Regions from separate parts of the Canis lupus genome. Here region 1 is linked to region 2. The links are chromatin contacts, called in public Hi-C maps. All regions are on one chromosome and are shown on one strand. Each heading gives the region's core, a stretch centred on a gene start, on an enhancer-like site or on the middle of the called end of the contact. The rest is flanking DNA. Distances are from core to core; before and after follow the strand shown. Region 1 holds the start of THBS1 (thrombospondin-1). Region 2 overlaps LOC102155895 (a long non-coding RNA gene).

The links. A called contact is a pair of places that touch in the nucleus more often than the background predicts.
Region 1: a contact with region 2 is called in a Hi-C map of amygdala, with 2.8 times the contacts expected there. The contact joins the promoter of THBS1 here to the enhancer-like site in region 2. A contact is called at or near these places in 2 of 9 Hi-C or Micro-C datasets (amygdala and skin fibroblasts).

What each region holds. Positions count from the first base shown.
Region 1 is chr30:7,053,183-7,056,812 of UU_Cfam_GSD_1.0, reverse strand. THBS1 (thrombospondin-1) reads right to left here and starts at 1,572. Exons shown (of 22, transcript XM_038580015.1): 1 at 1,489-1,572; 2 at 899-994; 3 at 85-644. The coding sequence starts at 965. It overlaps LOC102155568 (a long non-coding RNA gene), which reads left to right and starts at 1,874. Exons shown (of 3, transcript XR_005381494.1): 1 at 1,874-1,988; 2 at 2,432-2,663.
Region 2 is chr30:6,562,243-6,566,022 of UU_Cfam_GSD_1.0, reverse strand. All of the region lies in intron 6 of LOC102155895 (a long non-coding RNA gene), which reads left to right. Among named protein-coding and RNA genes, the nearest start is that of RASGRP1, 360 kb to the right of the region's middle. Within about 2 kb of position 2,197, at least 5 of the 20 cell types and tissues checked have an H3K27ac peak or open chromatin away from gene starts, as enhancers often do.

The DNA.
Region 1 (3,630 bases), core at 323-2,822, 490 kb before region 2:
CTGTACTGGAAATCCCTGCCTCCCCCGCTACAGCCCTCCTGACAGGTCAGCAGCCGACCCCACGAACGGGAGGAGAGGCCTCACCTGGAAGTTGTCGTTGACCCCTCCTTTCGCGATGCGGAGTCTGGCCACGCTGGCCAGGTCCCTGGTGAAGATGCTCTGGATGGGGACATCCAGCTCGGCGTTCTCCATCTTCTCACAGTCAATGTACAGCTGGGCCCTGTCCTCCTGCACGAACAGGGTGATGCTCTTCCACTGGCCGGTGGCCAGCAGCGCTTCTTCCACCGACACCACGTGTTGCATGCCCTGCACGGTCAGGCTCAGGTCCAGGGTGCCGGCTCTGCCGTTGGAGACCACGCTGAAGACCTGGCCAGAGTGGTCTTTCCGTTCTATGGCCAGCAGCGTGCCTCGGGTCTTCTTCATCTGCCTCAGGGAGGCCAGGAGAAGGAAGCCTTTCTCTGCGCGCACAGCATCCACTAGGTCTTGGAACTTGTCATCAGGCACGGGGGGGATCAGGTTGGCATCCTCGATGCGGAAAGCTGGGCTGGAGGGGTCAGGACCCTTCACCAGCCGGCGCCCAGAGCCCCTCCGGGCAGCCCCCGTGAGTTCAAAGATGTCGAACACGCTGTTGTCTCCCCCAGACTCTGTTCAACAGGAGCAGGGCACACAGTGAGCCAACTAGGCTGAGGCCGGGGGTGCGGGGCAAAAGGGCAGGGCAAGAACTGGGCAACCACTGGAAGAACTGAATCCGCACTGTGGTCGGGGGAAGCTGCCTGCTGATGGTCCCCGAGGGCGCCGGGGGAAGGCTGGCACAAGAGAGCACGGGAGGGGGTGTCCTCGGGGTAACCGGCACCTCCTCATCTGCCCTCCCCGCTCAGAAGGTGTTACCTAGACTCACCTGGAAGGCGGCTGGAGGCGCACACACGCAACAGGAACAGGACGCCGAGTGCCCAGGCCAGCCCCATGGTGGAGCCGCTCGTGCCCAGCCGGGAGCCTGTAGCGGGAAGCAGACCCCGGGGTCAGAGCGGCCGCGCAGGGAGAGCGGGCACAACCGGGCGCCGGGCTTGGGGCCAGGGCCCTGGCGGATCCCCCTCTGGCCTCACGTCTGCCGGAACGAGGGGCAACAGTACTCACTTTGGACGGGGCATCAGGAAGAAAGAGTGAGGGGGGGAGACGGGTTTTAAAGTCGGGGGCGGGTGGCGCTGGGGCAAAGACCAGCAACCTGGGGGCTCTGGCTGGGGAAGTCGAGGGGGGGCAGGAGATGCGGTCTGGGGGCGCGGGGAGGCACGGGGAAGTCGAGACTCCCCTCCCGACGGCTCAGAGAGAGGTGTGGGGAGAAAGAAAGTCCTGGGGGGTCCTGACGAGCTGGTGTGTGAACCCCACGGCCGGAGGGGGGAGCCCGGGGGCGCGGGGCGGCGGGCACCGGGAGACCCGGGCTCCCCGAGGGCCGAAGCCTCGGGCTCAGGGCGGCTGAGCGGGGCGCCTCACCTGTGCGCTCGGGTGCAGCGGGCCGGGGCGGCGCCGAGTCCGGAGAGGCGCGGGGCGGGAGGCCGCTCGAGGCAGTGGCTGGCGGGGCGGCGGGGCGGTGCGCCTTTAAGGGCGCGCGCACATTCCTGGGGTTGCCTCCGGCCAATGGGAGGCGGCGGGGCCCGCGGGAGGGGGGCAGGCTGGGCCCCTGTCTCCGCCCCCCGCCGCCGCAGCCTCCCTTTCCAGCCGGAGTAGCGCGAGCGGGCGGGGGCGGGGGCGGGGGCGGGGGCGGCGGAGTCCCTGCCCCAGGAGCCCGCCCACGCCGCCTGGACGCGCGGGCGCTCGGCGCTCGGGCCGCGGGAGGCGGGAGGGAGCCCCGGGAGCCGGCACCGGCCTTAGCCCCCGGGCGGGGGCGGGGGCGGGGGCGGGACTTTGGGGCAGAGCCGTCTCCCGGAACACCTGGGCCGCGGCTGACGCTCGGGGACCGAGCCCGTCGGTGAAGCCCAACGATCCCGTCGGGGGTAAATGGGACCCGCTGGGGCTCCGGCCGGGGCGACCCTCCTCCCTCCGCCCGGCGGGCGATCGCCGCTCGCGGCCCCGCCGCCGGGCGCCCAGGGCCCCGCCGCCGCCCCCCGCGCTGCACGGCGCCTCCGCGGCTGGCCGCTTGGGGGCGGTCTTGCACTCGGATGGAGGGGCCCGCGCCGGCCGCCGCCTGCTGGCCGCGACCCCGGAGGGAACGGCCTCCTAGAACCTCCCTGCAGCCAAAACGGGCTTTGCGGCTTGAAAAACAGTTTCTGTGCCCACTCGTGCTTCTTAACGTGACTCCTGGTTGGAGGACTTGCGGAAGCATCTGGCTCTGGGGTCTTAGACTATTCACAGAACAGGCCCATCAAGTAATAAATTACCCTCCACCTATCATCTTATTTCCTTTTTGCCTCCCTCAACGTTCTTTTCATTTTTTTAGCTCCCGAAACCGAGGGGTGGGTTACATTTCTGTGGGTGCACCAACTACCACGAGCGCGGCGGCTCAATGCTTCTGTCATTGGAAGTCTGGTCTCCAAACCACTGTCTCAAGCCAGCATGACTCCAGCTGCCTGGAATTCCATTCATCTCTTAGGGCTGGGATGTCAGCAGCCACACTTCCCCCGCTGTGTCCTGCGCCATCGGGCTGGCCCGGACGGAGACACAGGACGCAGGTAGGAGCTTTACCAAATAAGGAGCTCAGCCACAGGCAGGGCAGGGGAAGCCCTCGGGTTCACCTTCCTTCTTTGAGCTCACACCTGGCAGGACTCCTAACTGCTGGAAACACCCACGAGTTTGCCTTCATCAAAGGGCAGTTTCACTCTTCTTGTGTGGGAGTGTTGTGTGACAAGGTGCACGTGTGTGGGTTACAGCATGAACGCTTTCTAGTTACTCAACATACACCGAGTACTTCTGGAAGATGACAAGTATGTTCCTGGGACACTTGTTGCTTTGTTGCTCAAGCAATAAGGAAACCTGACAGTCGGATAGATTTCACATGCTGAGAGACAGAAATAAAAGTTTCTATCGAATGATTAGTCAAATCAGATTCCTATTGTAGAAGTCATGGGTAATGACTCATCCAAACAGATCTGAAGATTCCAGAGTCAGCAGCCATACAAGTCCCACTCCTTCCTTCTTCCCTAGCATCCTGTGTGCTCCTTGAAAGGCAATTTTTTTCCTTTCCACTTGCTCTTAATTCTTCATAATATGAAGTACTTAGGAACAGTTTTTGGAGGGACGGCCAGCTGATGGCTCCCTACTCGTTCACCCAATTTGCTAGTTTTACACGGATCAGCTCCAGTGGAAGGTTTCAAAGAGGCCCACGAAAAAGCAGGATACGCCTATTTTTGGTAAAAAGGGACTGTGGGAATCCCTCTGGATTTTCTTGGAACTTGGCTTCTTTTAACGAAACAAGGAAAAGAATTTTATCCTCTGACGTGCTTTACAGATAGGAGGGTGATCTGTATGGTGGCAGGGAAGAGCTATCTTGTCAAAGAAAGCTGACAGAGGCATAGGAGTTATTTATCTCAAGCACAAAGGCCTTCCCCAAGTGATAGCACTCCCGTTTTTCGGGCCGAAAGGCCTGATCACAGTGGAGGGACTGTTGGGGCAGGGATAGAAACCTGCTGGTCAGTTCAA
Region 2 (3,780 bases), core at 948-3,447:
TCTAAATTGATAAAGTTCAAAATACCTCCAGTGTCAGCTTAGTGTGACATACATATAGTATTTTAAGTTATTGTAAAATTGACTTCTTTCTCAGGTTGCTTATGAGTCTTGCCCTTGAGAGTCTCATTTCCCTCTGGGTTTCATTTTGGCCATGCTTATTTCCCTGTGAATCTGCTGCAAGCCCTAAATCGAAAAGAATGCTTTTGAGTCAGTATGCTCATGCAGTGTGCCATTCTGAGGGAAGCTCAGTTTTAGTTATAATAACTATATTTGTTTCACTGCACAGTTTTCTGCTTGTGCTTTTTCCCCTTTCCATATAATTTTTCCATAGACTTTCTCATCTGCCTGGAAGTCTGTAAAGAAAGCCCATGGGTTCAGAAATATGTTTGAAGAATGTATTCTTCAAGAAAATTGCTCCTTAAAAAAAAAAAAAAGAAGAAGAAAACTGCTCCTTGAAAATTGAGTTTTCTAAAAACTTAATGTTTCTTGCTCAAATTAGTTCAATGCAAATAAATTGTTCAACTGAGTATAAACAATGAGACTACAACTACATAATGTTTGCCTGGAAAGTAGCCAAGACTAATTTGCAGAAATTGTTCCTATCTTATCTGTTCTTTGCCTGCCTACCTTGTTTCTTTCTTCCCACCTTTTGGCCAAACAAATTAATAAATAAAGTTCATGGAACATCATTCTTTCAAGTCCCCTTTGCCAGAATATTTCCTTGGAATCCTTTTTCTCTCCCATTCCACTGTCCTACTAACAAAAATCACATATCAGTAAGCAAATATTCTCCTTTTAAACTGAAGTTCTGCTATTTGAGCTCCCACTTGCCAAAGCCAGCACAATTTGAACATTCCTCTTCACCCAATATCAGTCACCATCAGATAACCATTAAATGAATAGAGGCTGCAGGTTAGAAGGAATGCTAACAATGCAGATGAAGTCCTGATAAAGGGCAGCTGTGAATTAATTCAGCCAGCTAACAGCCCAGGAGGGTGACTGTCAACAGGAGCAAAGGGTGCTGGAGAGACTTGGCCATGGTGCCTGTAACCTACAGCACCTTCCCCTAGGCCAAGCAGCCTGACATTTTGTATTTCAAGTTATCATAGGAATGGGACAAATTCCATTGTCTTCTCTGGCGACTGCTCACCATGGCAAATCAATTCCCTGTGACAGAAAGGAGAACAGTCACGTATTTTCACCCACAGGAATGAATTAAAATGACTGACCATGAGGGAGCCACTGACCCAACTAGGCATTGAGAAAAAGGCCAGTTGACCTCAAACCTTCCATTTACTGGTTTCAGATTCAGAATTCCAGAGCCTATTAAGTCTGGTAATATGCAAAAAAGAGAACATTTTGCACCTGAATATTTCAAAGCAATCACAATCACCTGTTGCCTATTACCTACTTATTTCTAGGTTGGCAAAATAACATATTAGCAGAGCCTTGGGGATTTTGAGTTCTAACATTTACTCCTCTACTTCACCTCTGAGAGTGCCCTGCTTTTTTATTGGAATTTACCTTCACTATCAGTGGGAAACTTACCCTTTTTAGCATCTGAGCCTCAAGGCCAAGCTCCATTCAATTTGGGTGTTTTGTGTTCTCTAGACTGGTTATTTTAGGCCGAGGAACACTTAGTGTATTTCTGAATTTGACCAGTAGATGGAAGCATTTTTGACCGTGTGACACCTCTAGCTTCCCAGTCCTGGAAAAGACTGGTTTCCAGGAAAAGCTGAGAAGCTGAATCACTTGACCTATTATCTGACATAATATCTTGTTTGTGTACTGAACATCATTCCAAATAAGAAGGAGTATGAATATTTTGAAATAACCAGGAAAGGAGAAATTAGAGTTTACTTTTTTTAGATTTTATTTATTTATTCATGAGAGACACACAGATACAGACAGAAGCAGGCTCCATACAGGGAGCCCGATGTGGGACTCGATCCTGGGTCTCTGGGATCACAACCTGGGCTGAAGGCGGTGCTAAACCACTGGGCTACCGGGGCTGCCCTAGAGTTTCCTTTCAATAGCTGTGACCACTTAATTCTCTTAATTTCTTCATATGCTTTTAATTAAACAGTGTAAAAGACAGGTCATAATTTGTAACTACTTCTGGTTTACAATCAATACAGCTCTCCGGAAATCTCAAAGTGATTTTAACCAAAGGCCAATGAGAGAGAAGAGTTTTACATAAGTACTCTGCCCTACTGGCTGAGAAACTGGGTTCTAAAGCAAACTATCTTTCCACTGAGACCTTATAATATCTCCCTTATCTGTGTTTCTTAAGGTTGGCAGGTTTTAATTTAGAAACCATAGGATATTTTTGACAGAAATGTCAAGGAGATTGTGGTTATTACTAACCATTGGCAATGACTCAAATATGGGACAATTATGTGTCTTGACATAGCTGATAATTGGACAGATATCGAAACTGAAATATAATCACTCGTTTACCTCCTGAAACTGAAACTCAAGGCATGTGCAAATAAAGCCTTGAATAACATTTCTGCCACTGAAAGAAGTCAAGTCTTCAGCTCATACTTTGAATCATACTAGAAGGAAGATGGGCAGGCCTTGATGCTAATATATATCTTGTACTAGGGCATTCTCCAGCCAAAGCTCCATTGTTCTGTTACAGCTAAGGGTATCCTGGGGACACCTGAATCCTTCAACATAAAAAAACAACTTAGAAACCTTACTGAAGGGCACCTGGGTGGCTCAGTTGGTTAAGTGTCTGCCTTTTGGCTCAGGTCATGATCTTGGGGTGCTGGGATGGAGCCCAGTGTTGGGCTCTCTGCTTGGTGGGGAGTCTGCTTCTCCCTCTCCCTCTGCCCCACCCCCCATTCATGCTCTCTCTCAAGTAAATAAAGTTTATTTTATTTTTAAAAATTATTTTAGAAAGGAATTTTGCTGATACACTCACCTAAATATGTTCTTTTCAGACTAGAGGCAAAAATATATATACCTCTCTATATTATTATATATAATATTTATGTATAATTTATGTAATATTTGTATAATTTACATGTTTATGTTAATATACAAGGATACTCAGAATGAAAGACCACATAACCATACAAGAGTGCAAACATAAGGCAAGTATGGATTTATTCATTTAATGCTGTGATTGTAGGGCTGGCCCCAGGGAGCTGCCCTGACCTTGAAACAGGAAGTTTTACAACTAAGAGGAAGTACAGTACTATTTCTTCCCTACCACTGATTTTCTTCTTTCCTTCCCACTGATCTCGAAGTTTTATTTCAGAGACAGACTTTTTGAAGGAGTTGTCTAACTCTATTTGTATTTCTCCACTTCCTGCTCCTTCTTCAACCTACAGAAGTCTAGATCCTTCCTTTTAACACCCTGACATGTCTTTCACAAGGGTGACCAGTACCTAGTCATCTCAGAATTGGAAACTTCTCAGTGATTAATGTTCAACCTCCTAGCAGCATTGAACTGCACTGAACATTATTCCTTCTTTGTCAAAACCATTTCTTGCATTGGCTTCCATAGCATACACGTTCCTGTCTTCCTCTGTGCCATTTTCCTGTATCTCACAATTAGGTCTTTGACTTCTATGCTTCTCTTTTTACTCTCTCCCTGAGCCAGTTCATCTATTTCTGTAGATCCATTTACCACCTCTCTGCTGATGTTTCATCTGCACATCTGTTTCAAACCCAGATATGTCTCCCATCCAGAGACATGTAAGTAAAAATATGCACTGCAGTGGTTTTCAAACTGTGAGTCATAATCCATTAGTGGGTCCAAAATCAGTT